Regions from separate parts of the Scleropages formosus genome. Here region 1 is linked to region 2. The links are chromatin contacts, called in public Hi-C maps. All regions are on one chromosome and are shown on one strand. Each heading gives the region's core, a stretch centred on a gene start, on an enhancer-like site or on the middle of the called end of the contact. The rest is flanking DNA. Distances are from core to core; before and after follow the strand shown. Region 1 holds the start of LOC108930919 (probable carboxypeptidase X1). Region 2 holds the start of LOC108930915 (transcription factor COE3).

Evidence for each region. Hi-C and Micro-C count contacts between places; a contact is called where the count stands out from the background.
Region 1: a Hi-C map of muscle shows a contact between it and region 2, with 2.6 times the contacts expected there. The contact joins the promoter of LOC108930919 here to the promoter of LOC108930915 in region 2. A contact is called at or near these places in 2 of 2 Hi-C or Micro-C datasets (both in muscle).

The regions. Positions count from the first base shown.
Region 1 is chr5:17,250,790-17,255,793 of fSclFor1.1, reverse strand. It overlaps LOC108930919 (probable carboxypeptidase X1), which reads right to left and starts at 1,987. Exons shown (of 13, transcript XM_018746411.2): 1 at 1,510-1,987. The coding sequence starts at 1,855.
Region 2 is chr5:16,997,952-17,002,912 of fSclFor1.1, reverse strand. LOC108930915 (transcription factor COE3) reads right to left here and starts at 2,878. Exons shown (of 17, transcript XM_029252292.1): 1 at 2,801-2,878; 2 at 2,071-2,189. The coding sequence starts at 2,878.

The sequences.
Region 1 (5,004 bases), core at 738-3,237, 250 kb before region 2:
TCCATCAGAAAAAGCTGAGTAAGGGAAGGATGACATCACCCCTCTACCCTAATACATCAGGAATGTTATCCAACTTGTTTTCAGGATTTTTGCAGTAAAAGATTGTAAAAGAAAGGTTTTCTTAAGTAGCAGAGCTGGAGGTTTTAACAGGAGAGCTGGGACTGCCTAACTAACAGCATCAAGGAACTGCACCAGATGTGGTGTATGACGCTGGGCTGCTGGCTGCGCATGAAAGGGGAAATTCTGCAGAAATAATTGTGGCTCCTTTTTTGACTCAGAGGTTAATATCGCTTTGCCAAAAATGCGCAGCGTGGTAAAGACCATGTACGGATTTCAATTGTTACTGAATATCCCTCCAGGTTTAAAAATATAAGTAAGCTGTATTGCATTGAAAATCCAATCTATTCCACTCATAACTATTTTTCTAACTTTATTTAGACCATCACTGGCTTAGAATTAATATGCTTACAATTAACTTCTGTAATAAAGGGTTTACGAACAAATAATTGCACAAATGCCAAACTAAAAATAGTACACTCATTTCCTATTCGTCACATACAGTTGAGTTTATTCCGCATTGTCAGTGTGTACATTGCAGCTTGTTACACCCAGAATGCACATGGGTTGCATGTCAGCATAGGTTTTAAGTGGCAAGAATTTGGAAAAGTGCTCAGTAAGCAGCACTATTTCTTCGATGCCTCTCCAAGATGTTCAATGGAACGCAAACAACTGGATCATTTCATATGATCAGAACGGACCGGTATCTATAAACCTAAGTACAGTTACTAGCTGCGATGGGTGCAAAAACATGAAATGCCAAGAGTAACATGATTGTGCAAACAGTGGGGTCTGGACGAAACCCACGGCATTTTCCGTGTTCAAACAACAATTCTGCCAAACCATACAAATGGTCTCAGAGGCAGCGGAGACTTGTTGGTTTGTGTCAAGCGGAGCGCACGGCTTGTGAATGCTCTTCCACACACATGACTTGGGTTCAAGTCCCACTCCCCATGTCTGCTGTGGTGCTCATGATAGAGGCACACACCCACTACCAATACAGTAAGTAACACAGCAGGTTATTCTTACTATATAGGTAGTGGGTGTGTGCCTCTATCATGAGCACCACAGCAGACATGGGGGAATGGGACTTGAACCCAAAACCTTCAGGTTGCGAGTTCATCCCCTTAGCAGCTGCTAAGGTAAACTGCACTCTGCAATAGATGATTTTGCAGCCAGTGTAAAACATCCACACCTTACTGCATGCATGCATGCATGCATGCATACTCGAGCTGCAGCGGTGATAAGTTACATGACACGACCAGTGTGAAGCACACCAGACACATCACTCCCCATCCGCTCACCTTTAGCGCAAGTGACCTAATTTGCATAACAATGGTCCGGAAGAGAGGACACGTGACTTTGACAATTAATTAATTACAGCGTAGGCTACAGGAGGTTCCTGGAGGAGGGGGAGATCTGACACCTCTCAGGTGAGTGCACAAACCTCACCTTGTTCCTCGGGCTCCTCGTTCTCTTTGCTCCAGACTTTCTTCTCCACACTTTTGTCGATGCTCTCGTCCAGGTCTTCAGTGTGGAAGCCCAGAGACGGCCCGGTCCCTGGGGGCTTCGCGGTGGCGGATGCGTTCGGCTGCGCTGTGGCTGCGGGACGGCCGGCGCTCTCAGCGGTGCTTTGGGGAGAACTTGCGCGAGTCGGGTTGGAGGTCGTCTCAGCGATGCTTCTACCTGGATTGGCGCTCACTGAATTATTGACCGTCACGGTATCACTGGTGGGGAGAGCATCGCTTACAACGAACATAAAAATAAGGAGAAGAAGGGACGCACCAAGCCGTGCCATTTCTCCGCTCCTCTGAGCCTCTGCGTTAAAGTCAACCGGTACAATAAAGTTTCCAAGCCCTGATAAATCCCATTAAATCTCCCCCGTAATGTTGCGAGAAGAAGCGCAATTGGGATCTTGCCGAACGGCCCGTTCATATATTTTACCGTAATACTTAAACTAGGAGGTAAGAAGAAGGCAAGAGAGGAAAGGGAAGGTGGCACTCGTGTTTAAACGTTACGTTCCACTACAGGAAGTGTACATCCATCCATCCATCGGCAATAACCGCGTGGCCGAGGCAGGGTACACACTGGATCATCAGCGGACAGCACACTTTCACATCATTCAGTCATCTGTGCGGCACCTATGCTCTGCCCGCTGCGCCACCTTACATGAAGCGGATTGTTGGATTCTTAAATAGGATACATTGACAGCGGAAGAAATGTGCCAGATTCTGTATCCGAAAGAATAAATATCTCACTATAACCCATCGCAATAAACACAAGCCGAGATAATCACACATTTAGTGCAGATTCAACTCAAAATCTTGTATACGCAATCCAGTTAATATAAATCGGTGAAACTGAAAATCGCTTTTGAATAAACGCGTCAGTTAAGCAAGGGGAAATAATAATAATAACGCAAGAATCTATAATTATGACTGAAAGCTTTGCCATCACATGCAACACTGCATAGAACTATTTAAATACTGAAAACGTTTGGTCAGTGTTGAATACGTATAATAATGTTATTGCGGAAGTTTAACATGAATTCGCAAAATATAAAGGTCAGATTTATGAGTTTGTACTAACCCGACCTTGAGCGCAGTATCGTGACGAATCCCGTGTAATTTACCATGTTTTAAATTGACATGTTGCGTTCATGTCCTCCGCTAGATGGCGCCAGAGGACAACACGTGGGCCCATCGCCGTGGTGTCAGAACCGCGGCGGCCCGTTGTTGCCCTCGGGAACGCAGTTTTGCTTCTCCTCAAGTCCTTCAAACTTTTCTCTTCTTTCAAAACCAAGGCAGAATAATCCAGCCATGGATCTGTGTTGGTGTTACCTGGTTTAAATGTCTTTATCTACATAGCCTTAGATTTAACATGCCTCATATATACACATACTCGGGCAGATCGTACTGTATGTTTCAGTGAAATAAGGCCTTAAGGGCGAGTTAAAAACAAACAGGGGTTTAGGATGTACCCCCCGTTACGATATTTACTGTGTTCGCGAATAAAGTCCTTGAAAGCGTTATTGCTTTTGCGCACATGCGCAGTATTCAGTAACTCTGCGTCTGACCGCTAGTCCTACATCAGGGAAGCGCTGGTCCGGAGCCTATCCTGCAAGAGGGGGTCGGATAGGGGTGCGAGCTATCTAACCTCGGTTTTTCACTTTCTGAAGGAGAGGGGGAAAGGAAATAAAGGGAAAAAAGAGAGGGGAAAAAAACGTGTCCTTGTTGTGGGAACTTTGGATGAATGGCGGCGGTCCCCCAGGTTCAGTGAATCCTCTACATGGCTCCCACATGGGGGATTGAACTCCACAAATCCAACGGCTAATTGTAATCACCGCCCATAAAGCCATAAAAACACCATAATAAAGGACACGCAAAGACATAAAATAATAACAGTAGAAGAAAACATCGTTATTTGGTCCGGTATGAGCGCTGGAAAATGTCCACACGGGTTGTTTGCTTCTATTTGTCCCTTCTGGTGCGACATGAGGGACGTGACGAATTAGTCTATGAGTGAAATATGCGGGGAAATTAAATTATTAGCGTCACAATAGTTGGCAGAGGTTCGTCAAAATGCTGTAAAATTTGCATCCCTAAGAATCTTGCAAATATTAAACTACAGTACAAATATAGCTGCATTCTGTTTGTGTCATTTTGTGACTAATATTGTGAATTTTGACGAAAAACGATGACGTATCACCCTCGGCCGCGACTGACGTTGCTCGCGGTCGCTCGGCTCGCGTCTCATTCCCGCCCTCGCGACCCGTCAGGACCCCCGCGCGCGCCGCTCACCTCGCGCAGGCTCGGCGGCCGTGCAGCGCGCGAGCGCCGGGTCGCGTGCGACACGCAGAAATTTAAAAAAAAAAAAGAAAGAAAGAAAGAAAGGAAAAAAAAACGCGTCAGACAGCGGAGTGTGTTCAGGAAAATAGTTTTAATTTGAGCAATATCAGACTTGCGCTCTAATTATCACTCAGATTGTCACAGTGTATATTAATAACCCAATAATTTTAATTTGCAGACTTACACATTCGAAAGCAGCTTTTTGGTTATTTTAAATCTTTTCTACGTCAAAGCTTCACCGATGGGACACTTACTTGTGCAATGCAAGAGAAGAATTCCGAATTCTGGAGTATTTGAATCACACGTACCTTATAAATAATGACACAAACAAAGGCCCTTTTTCCATTCGTATTCCAGCAGCACCCGCGTCACAACTGACCACACGCAGAAATACTTCCTCGCGTTTAATGCCTTTTTTCCTCAAATATGTATACTGAATAATTTAGGTGCTTTACTAACACTAAAAGAGATCATAAATATTAATGCAATAAATTAAATAAGTTCCTGCACGCGTTTCATTGGAGTCTTTCTGCGCGATAAAAGTGCGGCCTTCGCAGAACCCATACCCCCCCCCCTCCCCCCGAGCACCTGCGCACCGCGGTGCCGCACGTATAGAAAAGGAGAAAGCCCCCCCCCAGAGAATGTTCTGATTCCCATGGGACAGAAATGTAGTTTAAACCAAGCAGAAGTGGACAGGGAGCCCGAATGCAGTGGGGTGACCCCGCGCTGGCCCCGCCCCCTTCGCCATTCCCCTTAACCACTGCGCCCCGTGACCCGCAAGTTAAGTTTCTCTTTGATGCCCTCTGTATTATTAATGCTTCTAAAAACATATTCGAAGTGAATCGCTGGCGGTCAGCGGGGGGGTTTCGTTGCGTTGGGGGAAAAATCAAATAACGGTTCCGCCGGATCGGGTGGCTGAACCTCCACCGCACATCACTGTTGTGTTGTATTACATCCTCATCTCTATTGCCTTTATTGTTTGCTCAGCGTCCAAACCGACAGTTGTATCTGTTTTACCCTGCGAATAACGTAATTCAGTGTTATTTTCCTTTGATGTAAATAAAAGGGTAACGATGGGATACTTTTCAGTGCTCAACCT
Region 2 (4,961 bases), core at 1,629-4,128:
AAGCTACTTAAATTAAAAATGAGGCAATGAGTTTTTCACACTCAAAGGCACATTTTGTTCCTTCACTGAAAGGTACAAAGTAGATCAGAAGCACTTTTTGACAGATGAGCCTAACAAATAATTTTTGTAACAAGTGAACGACATCTAATGTTATCAGGAGAGCACGATTATGCACAAGCGCATTTCTTAAAAATTAAGCTTAGTATTTAAAAATGCTTAAAAATTCGCGCAAACTATGAAGTGGATATTTCACTTTAAAATATTCACTTTCCCCGTAATTTCAACTGAGTGTTTCAACAGGCGCAGGGCTGTTATATTAAAAATGCAGCATATTATTGCAGATATGAAATATTGGCATATTGGCAACTTACCCAAACGTGAAATCAATATTTGAAAATTATTTCTCGTAGATTGCATTTTTAAAACTGGAAACGACGAAGGGTACGAAATGAAATCTGAGGTAACACAAAAGAGAAATACACAGTTAAATCAGTGTACAAACTGTTTTTAAAGCAACTAAGACGCAACGTTAAAATTACTTTAAAGTTGTAATTCAAAGATTTTGTCTTGTATCGTCTTTGAAAAATAATGATTATATAGAACAGTTATTATTTTTCAAATGAATTCAGTTGACTTTCTATTATTTTCATTATACCACTGCCATTATGAAGAACAACGGGGATCATGTAAGGTACAAAATTGTGGTACCCTGTTTTTTTTCATTTAGCAGGGCCAGGCTACGACGTGTTTACGATGAATAATCTGTTTAATGCACACACACACACACACACACACACACATACAGACACACACACACTGACAAAGAGAGGCGCTAACAGAAAGCAGCCTGCAATTTACTTTGCGAAAAATAAATCACAAGTAACTGAACAGTGTTAATATATTTTGTTTTATCCCGCTAAACTTAAGTTATATAATTAGATACTGTAAATAGTGCACTCATTTTTGTAAGAAAGTGAAATCTTCACTCACAGAAAATATTTTACTCAAAGTTGTGAACCTGAGTACCAAATCTTAGTAAGTTTAAAACAGTGTTGATATATGTTTTAAATGTAGCCCTATAAATATTGTATATTTGGAGCACGTGAGGTAACGGGATTACTTTGTTGTCCCCGGGAGGTGATCACTGATCGCAACGAGGAACCTGTAACTTCTGCCCAAAATGCGCCGTCCCGACCAGCCCCACCGATCTGCCGTCGAACCCGCGTTCCGGGAGCGCGCACCGCAGGGCTCGACAACTTTCCGGCGAAATTGCAGGAAATAAAGTCAAACACATGCTTTCAAAGTTTGTCGCACGAGTATTTCTGCGAAACCCAGAAGGAGCGCCGCGCCACCATGATCGTAAACCATAAGTCGTGCATTTTAATAAAAACGGAGATAACGGCTTATAAAAACGTACGAAGAAGAAATTGCGCCTTATTTGTCATTTTTATGTCAGAAAATACTTCACGTAAATTCACTTTAGTAAATGTAAGCATGCATGATTATTTTGGCTACATTTTTCTACTATCATTTTAAATTCATCTTATGCCTTCCTGAATATATTGTTACTATCATCATCATTAGTGTTGTTATTATTATATTATTGACTGTTACGTAGTTGACACCTTTGTTCGAGGTGACTTTCACTGTTAGATGAACTTTGCAACCATTTACCCATGGCATTGTACAGCAGAGTATTCTCACTGTATGAGATCATGTTGAGCACCTGGAGGAAACTAAGCAGGAGGAGCAGGACTCGAACCAGCAACCTTCAGCGGTGACAACCTTAAGCACTGCACTCCCCGCTGCCCTTTGCTTTGTTACTGTTACTACATGAAGAAAGTACATTCATTTTTAGCGCCCGGATCGCCCGCGATGTATGAGCGATAAGCGCAGGCTCGGCTCGGCTCGGCTCGGCTCGGCTCCGCTCGGCTCGGCTCGGCTCTGCGCTCAAACCCCGCACAGCAGCGTCGCTCCGCGTTTTGCTCGGGCCGCTTCCTCCATCAGCAGCCCGCACCTCCCGCATCCCCGCGCGCGCGCGCGCATCCCTCCGCGCGCACCCCGCGTTACCTCTGCGCCGCCGTGTTGGCGTCCAGGATCCCCGCGCTCTGCATCCACGAGCGGACCGGTGTCATGCCGCTGCTCAGGGGCTCTTCCTTCATGGTCAGAGCCCCCCGCGGGAGGCTGTCCTGGATGGAGAACATGAGAACGAGCCTTCGGGGAGGGGGGAGGAGGAGATCTTCCTTAACACCAACTCAAACTTGAATAATCCTCCTTCAAATCTCCAAAAACAAGAAACAAGGCCACCTGGATTAACAAAACCAGCTGAAACGGGGGTGGGGGAGTAGGAAAAAAATCTTCCCCGAAGTGAAGAAGTGCTGCAGCGAAGGGGGGGAAGCGACGAAGGTCCTTATCCAAAGACGAGCTCCGGATCCCTCTGGGTTTCCCTCTTTATTTTAGATCCCAGACCAAGTTGAGAGGATGGATGCTCGGGATGCTCAAGATGCTCAGGGTGCGCCGTCCTCACATGGAGCTCGAGGGGACGGGAAGGCGAGCGCAGGAACCGGGGAGCATCTCAGAGGATCACACAGGAGGCTCTTCAGCATCAGCCGGGATCTTGAAGAGCTTCTCGGTGCGGGGAGGACGAGAGGAGTCGCCGAAGTTGCTCAGAAGAAGAAGAAGATGAAGGGGAAGAAGGAGAAGAAGAAGAAGGAGGCGGACACGCGCGCACGGGATTGTGCAACGAAAAGTGGGATAAAACAGGCGAGCGCTTCAAAAAGGAGTAAAATGAAATGATTACGGAACAAGAGACAGGGATGGACCGGGGAAGGCTGACTCTCCCTGGGGGAAAGGGGGATTGGGTAGCGAGAAATCTCATCCCCTCCCTCCCCGTCTCTTTATGGCTCCTGCGTCCCAGCGGAGCGCACCTTCTCCCGGGCTCCGAGGCTCCGGGCTCCCGGGGGGCACCGCCGCGGACCTGGCACAGGGCGGAGACAATCCCATAAAAGGACCTCGTATTTGCATGGCGGCCCCGCCCCTCGCTCCCCATTGGCTGCGGCGAAAGCTTGCGTCATTTTTTTTAAATTCGCCGCAAAAAAATCCGGAAAGACCCTGTGTAGACGGGGTTGGGAGCGCGCCCTGAATGTTCATGTGCGCTTTAAAGATAATATCTTAGTCCACTGCGAGTGTCTTTGCGTCGAGCAAGTGTCAGGGAGCATTTTAGGAACGCGTGCTTCAAAGCATGAACGATAAACTGTGTTGGAAATGGTGAAAAATAAGCAGAGTGACGCTTCGGATCCTCACAGTGTAAAATGATGGATATCAAAGTAAAGGCAATTGTGTCAATAAACGTCATCAACGTTGTCAGTTACGCACAATATGTTGATTTCGTGCTGCGCTCAGATTTTAGATGAGTGTTTGTATTGATGTCACAGCTGGTGCTTTTCCTTTGCATCCGTTAAGACTGGTGTCTTTGGTTTACTAAAGCAGTAGATCGATCATACTGTAACACCCACAGCATTTTATTATACATCCATCATATCATTTCACTTCGTTTATAATCATATACGGCAAAGTGCCGCGTTTTCGCTTCTTCAGCAAGCAGCAGGCGCAGTAATGCTTGGTTGTTAAAGGATGTCATGAGTTATAAAGAAGTCCAGCAATGCTGTTTGTGTCATTTGTGCAGCAATTCCTTAAACTGTCTCTCTCATCCAAAACAGTTTTTTTACCTTCTGGATACACTGGTTGAAACAATACAGCGAGTTTATGCAAATCACTTTACATTTTCAAGGAGCTCTGTAACTCCTTTACGTTCAGCCCAGGCACGCGCCGCTTCAAAATTATGCAGTAATTAAGTTTTCATCTGTAACAAGGGCAACATCTGTAAAATTCTGATATAGTGACAAACACTGAGTTAAAATGAGGATTCACCTGGAACGACAACTGTAATGTAGCTGTTATTCTTTCTCTGTTAATTTATTGTTATTATTATTATTATTATTATTATTATTATTATTATTACTATTATTATTATTATTAAGACTTTGTTCGTATCTTGATTTTTAGTTTAAGGAATTCAGACTTCCCAAAGAAATAAATGTCATGAAAGAGACTGGATACAAATTCGTACACCATCAAAGGGCAATACTTTATCCTTAATTGGAAAAACTGCAAAAGAAATCTGAATTAAATATTTATAAAGCTGTATCCTTCCCTACTTCGGCGCTCAAAAACGCTCCCACGGGAACAGCGAAAATGTCTGGAAGAAACGGATTTTAAGTGCAAATCCTCTTTTTTTTTAATTATAGCAAATTAGGTTAAAACAGATACAGGTCATAATTAACAAACACGGGGAGGTTTATTTACTGATACATCTATATGTAAATCGCTGACATCGAGAGAGGGGGTTTTACCATTCGAGTGAACAATTCAAATCAATAATTCAACAATTAAACAGTCTTATACTTTGTCTCATGTGTTTTTAACGTATTTATTCGCCGTTTCGCGTTAAAAGAGCCGCCGACACCCTCATCATTTTGTCCAAAGAAGACAAACTGAGCTGCACTTTTCTCCTCACTTTGATGAGCAACACAGAAGAGCATATTTACCTTTCAGAACATGTAAAATTGCCACTATCTTTAAAATCTGACCGCGTCGCTGCTGTTCCAACCCTGACCAAGTCAGGTTTGCTTTTTCACGGACCACCATACGCTCGCTGGTCACTGTGAATATTTGCACATGTTCAAATATTTTTACATGTCTTTCAGTGCAAACTCTATTACGTGACATAAATTTCAGAGTAATGGAAAAAAAAGCAAATTGTACTCATTTCATCAGTTTATTACATTAAGTGAGTCAATTTGCAGCAAACGATGCAGTCTTGACAACTCTCTTTAATTCCTTGAACAAAGTGAATGACAGCCGCGAATTAACTTCACTAATTCAATAACTAAGTTTTGCAC